Linked DNA regions of Mustela erminea: region 1 is linked to region 2. The links are chromatin contacts, called in public Hi-C maps. All regions are on one chromosome and are shown on one strand. The core of a region is the stretch at or near the end of the contact, and the rest is flanking DNA. Distances in the headings are between cores, read along the strand shown.

Region 1 (5,019 bases), core at 421-2,920, 74 kb before region 2:
TGGGAATGCCTGGGAATATTTGGGCAATGATAACAGATGAAAGGTGATCTCTGATGGCGGGAAGGGGAGAGCCCTCCCAAATGATCTTTCTCTGGCAACTCTAAGACCCTTGTAAGATGCTTTGCTGGACACCAATCCCATACTCACCATTACAGACTTTACATATTTAAACAACGAGCTTTATCAAGCACGGTTGGTTCCTGGGCATTGGGGAAAAAAGGGTGTTTGGATCTGATTAAGTACTGCTGTGAGCATCAGCCACAAGGTGGCGCCATGGCTCCGTTAGACCAGGCTCCGACGCGGGCCTGCGGCTTTGGCAATCGGTCGTTACGGAGAGATTCCTTGGCAGGCTTTGGTTAAATGTCTTATTCCTTTTACTTCATCCATTTCTCACAACGCCCCCCGAGAAATGCGCATCATTAGCGTCACATTCACACGGGGAAGCTGAAGCTCAGGGTTCGCAGCTGGGGAGATGCACAGCTGGTTTCTGGACTGTTCTTGACTCCAGAGCTCATGGTCCTGAGTAGGACCCTCCACTGCCTGCCTGCACAAGACCGCAAAGGGTCCGTTTTGTCCCCAAACCATCTAGTTTCCCGTAAGGATGGGGGTGGTCACAGTCCCTGGGCTTTAGCAAGGACATTTGCATCACCAAGGGAGGGGGGAGTGGAGCAGGCATGGTAGGGGCCAGTGGCCTTTCCGATCTGTGTGCTGGGATGGACAGGTTGGTGTTGGAGGACGGAGGCGGAGAGGTGGCTTTCGAGGGATCCCAGTAGGACCCCAGGCCTAATGGCTTCAGACCAGTCGCTTTACCTCCTTTCCCCAGCATCTTCCATTCCACCTCCTGGCGCTCCACGCCCTCCAAAGCCCAGCCTAGAGGGCTGCTTCCTCCTCAGCCCTCCCCCGCCCTCCCCTGGGGTATTTGATGTTTCTAGCTGACCTTCGGCCTTCCAGGACAAAGCCCATTTCTCCAGGCCAGCCGGTTCCCTCAAAGACTGGAGGGAAGCCTGCCCCCTGCAACGAACTGAGGATATTCTGTAAAAGGTGACACAAGGCAGCTGTTTAAAAAACAGAGAGGGGCGCCTGGGTGGCTCAGTGGGTTAAAAAGCCTCTGCCTTCAGCTAAGGTCATAATCCCAGGGTCCTGGAATCGAGCCCCACATCGGGCTCTCTGCTTGGCGGGGAGCCTGCTTCCCCCCTCTATCTCTGCCTACTAGTGATCTCTCTCTGTGCCAAATAAATAAATAAAATCTTTAAAAAAAAAAAAAGAATGAGAATTTCTGTCGCCCATCAAGAGAGAATGCTCGTTCACTGGGACCGGGTGGCTGGCAAGACAGGCTCCACGTTGGATGGATGGCTTTCACCAAGGAGGATGAGGGGAGCGACCCTCCTAGAAGGATGGCTAGCTGATGGAGTCTGGGGGTGTGAGGCAAGCCTTTCCCACCCCCCCACCGGGTCACTCTGCCCCGCCCCCACCCCCATGGAGGAGCAGAGGTCAGCCGCTCCGAAGCCTCTTACCTCTGAAAGGTTGGATTCCACACCGCCTTCAGAGGGACCAGTAGGGGCACCCTTGCTTGCTTCACCGAGGCTCCTCAGCTACATTTCTGAGGCCACAACCATGGCAACTCTGCTTGAGCTGCTAAAACCCCAGGCTTGTGAGGCTGCCCCATCTCTCCCTACAACGGCCCAGCCAGGGAGCAAATATCCCCTTCACCCACGTGCCCAGACTTTCTCTGAAGCAACACACTGGCCCTTTTGATGCAACGAGGCATTCTGTAATCTTAGTCACACATTCACAGGACATGTTCACAGTGGCTGACTTTATTCACTACACTGAAAAAAATCAGTCTTCCCTTAAATTATGAAGTGATAACATCAGTGTAAAAAGCTCTCACAGTATGGAAGTATATATAGTAAAAATTAAGCAATAAAAAAGTTCTGTCACCCGTAACCCCATTTTTTCTCTCTCTTTCCAGAAGTAGCTGTTAATAATCTGGTGTTTGAGGTTTCCTTCAAGACCTCCTGTGTGTGTGTGTGCGTGTGTGTGTGTATGTGTACGTGTATGCATATGACTGTGTATTTAAAACATACAAATTGGGGGCACCTGGGTGGCTCAGTCCATTAAGCGTCTGCCTTCAGCTCAGGTCATGATCCCATGGTCCTGGGATCGAGCCCTGAATCGGGCTGCCTGCTCAGTGGAAAGTCTGCTTCTCCCTCTCCCTCTGCCTGCCACTTTGCCTACTTGTGCTCTCTCTTTCTGTCAAATAAATGAAAAAATCTTAAAAAAAAAAACAACACAAAAATTGGATCTTAATCCATATACTGTGTTTTAATTTGCCTTTTTCAACTAAAGATAACTTTTTCTTGTCGGTACATATAAATTCTCTTATTCTTAAATAGGTGCTTGGTGTCATCTTCCGCATTCATCCTAAATTTGTTCTCGGAGGGCAGGCTCACTTTGAGTTTTGAGGGTACCAGCTTGCCTGGAGCACCCAACAAGGTGGGGAACATAGCCCCTGCCTTAAGAACTTAGGGCCTTGGGGGCGAGGCAGACACACCCCATTGAAACACACACTCCCACAAAGCAGTGTCCCTGCTCCATTCACAGAATCACTAGCCCCAGCTCTGTTCTCAAGAACCTTCATCGTCGGGGCTCCTGGGTGGCTCAGTGGGTTAGGCCTCTGCCTTTGACTCAGGGCATGATCCCAGGGTCCTGGGATCCAGCCCCGCACCAGGCTCTCTGCTCAGTGGGGAGCCTGCTTCCCCCCCACCTCTCTGCCTCCCTCTCTGCCTACTTGTGATCTCTGTCTGTCAAATAGATAAATAAAATCTTAAAAAAAAAAAAGGACCTTCATCATCAATTAACTGGGGGAAATAGTGGGCCTAGCATAAACAAGCCTTCCAGCTAGCGTTTGGCCACTGGGCAAATCCCCATAATGCCTGGTGGAGAGTTCTGGGGCCCAGCAGAAACCAATATGTGTCTCTCTGCGGCTCCCTCTCAGCAGTGTTGGCGCACCTTCCATGAGAGCCCTTCTGGGGGCCCAGCTCTGAATGCAGAGAGCCAAGACCCCCAACTTAGGCACTCAGCCGCTGCCCTTGGCTCGTGTCTCGAGCCTCTCCGAGGCTCACTTTCCTCCTCCTGAAAAAAGAGACCATGATCCCGGTGAAGGTGAAGTGAGACGAAATGCGGTCAAGGACCTAGAACGGTACCTGCCTGTAAATTTCTTCCACCTGGTTTCAGAAGAGATTTAAAGGGACTAATAAAGGGAAGATGGGTTTTAATAAAATGCTTATACGGAACGTGAGGAGGAAGGATGGAAGCAGGAACGAGCCACGTGAGGGGATCACACAGAATCACACACTTACCACTGGTGGGCCGTGGATTTGACTGGAAGCTTCCCGGCAGCAAATGGGGGGGGGAAGTGCTTAGTTATCCCCTATAGACCTGGAGGACGAAGGCAGGTGTCTGCTTGCTCAAAGAGTGTACAGCTGTCTGGGACTCTCACGCCCTAACAGAGGGGAGGACGCTCCTAGGTGACATCTCGGCAGCCCGTGTGACACCGAGGCCCCAGCGCTTTCTCCCGTCCTGTCCACGCAGACTACTGGCGTCCCCCGCACCCATGTCCATGGAAGTGACAGGTGCTGGGGCAAGATTTCTGGGTCCACGGCATCGGGAAGTTGGGCTTTGGAAGTGGCAAAAAGGATTTCCTAAATTTGCTGAAGCCCCAAGAATATCAAGGCCCAGGACCTGAGGGCCAGAGTACAGAGCCCGAGGCCCGGCGAGGCAGAAAGTACCCGGGATGCCCTGGGAGGTGTCCTGCTCTGCAGACTTGCATGGGGTCTGCCCTTGAGTCTTGTAGAACCGCAAGCACCCATTCAGGTCGGGGCAGGGCTTGAGAATCTTGGCGAACTCCCAGCTGATACTGGTCTGGCTGTCCTGCACCACTCTCCGGCCATGCATGTGAGAGGGATAGTAAGGCTTCTGCGGGAGAGCTCCGCCTTCCCGGGCCTGGGAATTACCAGAGGCAGATGGGCCCACATCTGGGACATGAGTGGCCAGACTCATGGGTGCCTGTCTTTCTGCCCCAGGATGCCGTTCCTGAGTGAGGAGGCAAGTGGATGAGTAGACTGAAGGCTAAGGCAAAAGCAGAGGGTCCTTTGTGCCCTGATCCCTGCTGAGAATTCTGGTAGTGGGAATAGCTGAGGGCTGGGGAAAGCCAGGCTGGCTTACGGACCAGGCAGATGGCTACCTAGCATGGAGAGCCCCTCGAGGGTCAGCGAGGGACCCACCACGACCCTGAGCCACGGCATGAGGACTTATAGCCACATTACCAAGGGATCTGGGAAGGCTGAAATGGCTCGTTGTTTTGAACTTAAAATTCGCTGAATATTTACACAAACCAGTCAATTAATTAGCCTATTGATTCCACTACCCTACCTGATGGAATTTGTGACAATGTTAGATTCATCACAGGAAGCAAAAGCCATAACTTTGCTCGTCTGGGCAGAGCGTGTGCATTTGTTACTGTAACAGACAAGACAGAGATCATCTGTAATGCTGCTCCCTAAATTATCTGTAGGCCATTTACAAGAACTCACACACAGGCAGCTTCCAAGTGGGATTAGCAGAGACAGGGGGGACACAGGGCTGAGGATGCAAAATTAGGGAGGGGCGAGGGCTCCGTGGGAAGCACCCTGGGAAGTTGAGTTTTGAGCGGAAGTCAGAAGGAGAGGAGATACCCTAGTAGCAAGGAAGGGTATGAGGAGGGTTTTGTTTGTTTGCTTTAAAGATTTTATTTGTCAGACAGAGAGCATGTGCACAAGCAGGGGATCAGCAGGCAGAGGGAGAAGCGGGCTCCCCGCTGAATAGGGAACCGGACACGGGACTCGATCCCAGGACCTGGGATCATGACCTGAGTGGAAGGCAGATGCTTAACCAACTGAACCACCCAGTCTGTGACAAGGTTTAAGCAAAGCCTGGGAGAAGGCCTCGTTCGTTTGTCCAAGAGTCTTTTATTAAGCT
Region 2 (5,390 bases), core at 541-3,040:
ATCCTGAGGCACTGGCTAGCACTGCTCTGCTCTAGCAATCCAGAACAGTGGGGTTTCTTCCTCCTGTTCTGGGGCTGTGGTGAGGCCTTTAGGGGTCCTCCTTTGCTTTCTCTGATTCCAGCCTCCCCTCCACTTTAGGAACTGGAAATCTTCACTTCCAGATGGACTAATCCCCGCTCAGAGCACAGTGAATATGTATGCACTCTAAACTAGTGTCGGCACAATTAATTGAGTATTTCATCGTAACTTAAACATTTTGTGTGTTTATATTTTACCTCCACCTGGACAGAAGCTCATTCTTCTGTATTCTTAACTGCCCCTCCCCTTCCCCATAGCAACCAACACAGGGTTCAGCTCCTTGTAGTCTATAAATAAAATGTTTGTTAAATCATAGAGCCTTAGAATTTTAGACTCAGAAAGAATCTTAGGAGTTCCTCTTGCCCAATCCTTTACGTGACGGATGAAGAAACAGGTCTAGAGAGATTAGTTGACTCTCCCAAAGTCACACAGCTGGCTAGTGACAAAGCAAGGACCAGAACCCGGTTTGCTCCTGCTTGACGTCTGTACCCTAAATTGTCTTTAGATAATCAGTGACAGAAATATCTGATGTTACACAAAGTCTCCTAGGGATGGTGGTGAGAGGGTTGGTCTGCTTTACTGAAACATTTTCAGAGGTTCAGTTCAGGTTCCATGCAGGCCCAGGTTGTTGTCCCCTTTTCAACAGAAGGATGCACCTGGGAGCCCCATACCCACCGGCTCCCCTTCTCGCCACCACCCCACCCCCCGCCCCCCGCCGGCTGCCATTGACCACACAGCGGTCTGGGTCTCTGGTCTCTTCTATTGATGCCGAGGCCGGCCAGTGGCAGCTGCCAGAGGGAGGGTCTCAGGCCCCTCGCCAGGGCAGGGCGGTCCGGCGTGGGGGCGGGGAGCTTTGGCTTCGCGGAGAAATCATTCAAGAGCAAGCCGTTTAGGGAAAGGGACAGAGGTGTATCTAGAAGAAAGGGGCTACATCATAGACAAAAGAGCGGCCTTTCCTCCCAGGTGAGGAAGAAGACCCCCTTTGCCTCTAACGGTTTTGTAAGTTTTGTTTGTTTTTTTAAATGTCTGACGTATAGGAATGGGCTTACTGCTGGACTTATCACTTACACTGAGCGGTGTTTTTCTGTTGTCTTAGGGTTGTGGAATTACCCACAGGGAGCAATTTTAAGAATGTCCAGCCTCTATGACTCTTACTGCCAGAGGGAGTCGGGTCTTGTGGTCTTTCATGAGTGGGATCTTGTGACTCTTTTTATGACCTGCTGACTTTTAGGTTAAGGGTCAGCCTAAATACCAAAATGGCTTTACTTTGGTCAACTTGTCTCCCGAGCCTCCCTTCACCACGTGGATTCAGCTCGGAGGATCAAAGTCTGTTTGCTGCCTGGCCCCCGTTGGTGTGCGGGCCGCCGCGAGGATCCGCAGGGCCTGAGCAGCGGCCCCGCCACGCCGGGGGACCCCGCCTGCCCCTCCCCCTCCTGCTGCACGCGGCCCGCGCCCCCTACCCTCCCCCACGACGCCCGCCGCTGCACCCGGCCGCGGCCCCCGGCCCACGCCCGGCTCCTGGAGGGAAAGGCCCCGCCCCCATCTGTTGGCGCCTCGACAACGCCCCCTCCCGCCCCGCCGAGCCTCCATCCAATAGCGAGCGCGGGTGGGCGGGGTGCGGAGGCTGTCGTGAGGGGGTTCTGGCCAATGGGAAAGCGAGCCGGGCCTGGTGGGCGGGGCACCGAGGCCTTGTCACGCTCGGGTCCGTGTGAAAACGGGGGTTCCGAGTGCAAAGCAAAGTTTTTTTGTAAACCGTCTGCAAAGGCGGGGGGGTGAAGAAGGCGCCGGAGACCGGGCCGAGTGCAGCTGCCGGAGCCGCCGCCTTTTTAGCTCTTCAGGCGTCGGCTTCCCGGTTCGAGCCATAGCGGAGGAGACCAGCGAGGGGAAGACTGCGTGGAGAGCCCTGCAGATGCTCGGAGCCTTCGTAGCGCGGAGCTGCCCGTCGCCCGCCCCCGCCGCTCGCCTGCTCCTGCTCCTGCTCCGGCTCTTCGTCCCCGGGCTCCGGGAGCCCCGGCTCCCCGCCGCCGCAGCCGCCGCCTCGGCCTCTGCTGCCCCGCTGGGGGTGTGGGGACTGCTGGGGTTGAGCCGGGCCTCCGCGCCGGCTCCGAGCACGGACGCCTGAGGAGCTACGCGCCGCCGGCCCGCCGGGGACGCCCTCAGGCGCGGGGGCTCCGGGGCTTGACCCCGGGCTCGTCCCCGTCCGGTCGCGGAGGCCACTCAGCGGTTTCCCGAGCGGCCCGGTTGGGCGGCGAGAGCCCCGCGCCGTCCTCCCGCCTCCGCCGCCGGGTCGCCGGCCGCCAGCGAGTCGCCGCCACCGCCAGTGTAGCCGCCCGGCCGCGCTCGGCGGGCCCGTGAACCGCAGCCATGGGGTGCTGGGGTCGGAACCGGGGCCGGCTGTTGTGCATGCTGATGCTGACCTTCATGTTCATGGTGCTGGAGGTGGTGGTGAGCCGGGTGACCTCGTCGCTGGCGATGCTCTCCGACTCCTTTCACATGCTGTCGGACGTGCTGGCGCTGGTGGTGGCGCTGGTGGCGGAGCGCTTCGCCCGGCGGACCCACGCCACCCAGAAGAACACGTTCGGCTGGATCCGGGCCGAAGTGATGGGGGCTCTGGTGAACGCCATCTTCCTGACCGGCCTCTGCTTCGCCATCCTGCTGGAGGCCATCGAGCGCTTCATCGAGCCGCACGAGATGCAGCAGCCGCTGGTGGTCCTCGGGGTCGGCGTGGCCGGGCTGCTGGTTAACGTGATGGGGCTCTGCCTCTTCCACCATCACAGTGGCTTCGGCAACAACTCCGGCCACGGCCACTCGCACGGGGGTCACGGCCACGGCCACTCCAAGGGGGTCCGCAGCAAGAGTAACCGCACCGGGGACAGCGACGGCAACGTGACCTCGGGCGACCAGAGGCCCGACCAGGAGGAGACCAACACCCTGGTGTCCAATAGCAGCAACTCCAACGGGCTGAAACTGGACCGGCCAGGTGAGGAGAGAGTGGCCACCGCAGGTGGCTGGGTCAGGGGGTGCCCGGACCCTAGCCTGGCCCTGGGCGGGATGGCCCGCACGCCCCCTGGTGCCCGCGCCGGCCGGCACCGCGCTGCCGCCGCCGACTCTAGCCCTCCTGGTCCCGCACCCGCAGGGCACACGAGGAGACAGGACCTCTTTCGGCCGGGGCGCGCGGCTGGGGGTGGCGGTGGGGACTGTGTGGTTTGGACCGTGGGGAAAGGGTCGGGAGGGGACCGTCAGTCAGCCCGCTGCGATGCACGGCTGCACTTGGACGCCCTGACCAGCAGTCCTTTCGAGAGACCGATTTTGGTTTTCACGGAATCAAAAGTGCTTCCTAAATAAATTTCTCGCCCCCACCCCTTGGGAAACGGAGAGGATCCCCAGTTTCTCCTTAGTGGTTGGCCATTTGAAACATTGCCCTGCCCAAGCGGTTCTTGTGCCCGTCAAACAAGTTTCTCAGTATTACATGCAGAGCTAGGTAGCCATGGGCTTTCCTGAGCTCAAAACACTGCTTAAAGGTTTCTTGCCAGAACGGCAATGTATATTTCAGTTAATTATCTGAAGTTTGAGCTTAATCCTGCAAATCCTTCATTTAGGGCCAGTTTGGTCATGTTTAACGTTTCACTTAGGACTTTCCCAAATCATACCAAAATAAAAGTGATGGTAACTTACTCATCTTTTTTACTGGTTGCTTTCATTCTAAATATAATTGCTCTTGAAGGCAATTTGGAAAATGTTGGAAGACAAGAGCTGGGAAAAGGAATCAACCAAAGCCCACTACCCAGGCTCTAATGACATTAACAGTTTGGTGTATTTCCTTCTAATTTTGTTCATTTACATTTATTTGCTTAGTGGTATGATACTATGTAGACAGCTTGTTCTTTTTTGAAGATGCAGGATATCATGTTAATGAAACTGAACTCGTATATTTAATAAACAATTGAATATCCCTCACTTCCACTCTGCAAGGTGTTATTCCAAAGAAAATTAAGCTCTTCTCGTGTATATAGCAATTCCTTGTAAGAGATGGGTGCATTTGGTTTAAGAGCCTGTAGGGTAGATAGAGCATTATTTCACATTTTCCTGAAGTTTATCATCGTTGATGGGTTTATATTGCTGATTTGTCCGTTTCTAAACCCTCTCCACCAGGAGACTCTGGTTTATATTCATGACAAAAGTTTGAGTTAGCCACAACACACCTTCATGACAAAGAGTGACTAGAGCTCTGTCAAATCAGGCATTTGTGGTAGACTTCTCCATAATTGGCATTTAGTTTATGGGGGATAACATTCAATTTTATGTGTTCTTGTGCTTTTGTATATGCCAAAAAGCATAGGGGAATGTTCTCAGGACCCCCCACCCCCACAGAAAAGATGAACTTTTTTTGGAGGTGGGGAGGTAAGAGGGTGGTTCAGTTAGGGAATTAGTATCTTCCTAATGACTTATTTAACCCTAGCTGCTATGCCCTGGCTTGTCACCAGCATATCATTTTATACTAAACTGCCCTGGGCACATTTTTAAATTATGTTCCATGGAAATTTTCATCTCTTTCACTAAAATGGAATTAGATGAAGGTGTTTGTATAACACTTTAGATGTATCTGTTACAGCATTTTTTTCTTTCTTTGTAGATCCAGAAAAGTCCGGAAATGATGCGATGGAAGTACAAGTGAATGGGAATCTTATCAGAGAACCTGACCAGGTGGAACTGGAAGATGATGATAAGGCTGCACAGCTTAACATGCGTGGAGTTTTTCTGCATGTCTTTGGAGATGCTTTGGGTTCAGTGATTGTAGTAGTAAATGCCTTGGTCTTTTACTTTTCTTGGAAGAGTTGTCCTGAAGGGGAGTTTTGTGTGAATCCATGTGCCCCTGACCCCTGCAAAGCATTTGTAGACGTGCTTAATAGTACTCACACAGCAGTTCATGAGGCTGGTCCTTGCTGGGTGCTATATTTAGATCCAACTCTTTGCATTGCAATGGTTTGTATACTTCTTTACACAACTTACCCATTACTTAAGGAGTCTGCTCTGATTCTTCTGCAAACTGTTCCCAAACAAATTGATATAAGAAATTTGATAAAAGAACTTCGAGATGTTGAAGGAGTTGAGGAAGTTCACGAATTACATGTTTGGCAACTTGCTGGAAGCAGAATCATTGCCACTGCCCACATAAAATGTGAAGACCCGACATCATACATGCAGGTGGCCAAAATCATTAAAGACGTTTTTCATAATCACGGAATTCACGCTACCACCATTCAGCCTGAATTTGCTAGTGTAGGCTCTAAATCAAGTGTAGTCCCATGTGA

The links. A called contact is a pair of places that touch in the nucleus more often than the background predicts.
Region 1: a contact with region 2 is called in a Hi-C map of fibroblasts, with 6 times the contacts expected there. The contact joins the enhancer-like site here to the promoter of SLC30A1 in region 2. A contact is called at or near these places in 2 of 3 Hi-C or Micro-C datasets (fibroblasts and spleen).

Annotation. Positions count from the first base shown.
Region 1 is chr17:12,370,717-12,375,735 of mMusErm1.Pri, reverse strand. No RefSeq gene overlaps it. Among named protein-coding and RNA genes, the nearest start is that of NEK2, 19 kb to the left of the region's middle. Within about 2 kb of position 1,670, the one cell type or tissue checked has open chromatin away from gene starts, as enhancers often do. A contact at or near this core is called in fibroblasts, where this site is marked.
Region 2 is chr17:12,296,623-12,302,012 of mMusErm1.Pri, reverse strand. SLC30A1 (zinc transporter 1) reads left to right here and starts at 1,790. Exons shown (of 2, transcript XM_032318406.1): 1 at 1,790-3,058; 2 at 4,712-5,390. The coding sequence starts at 2,443.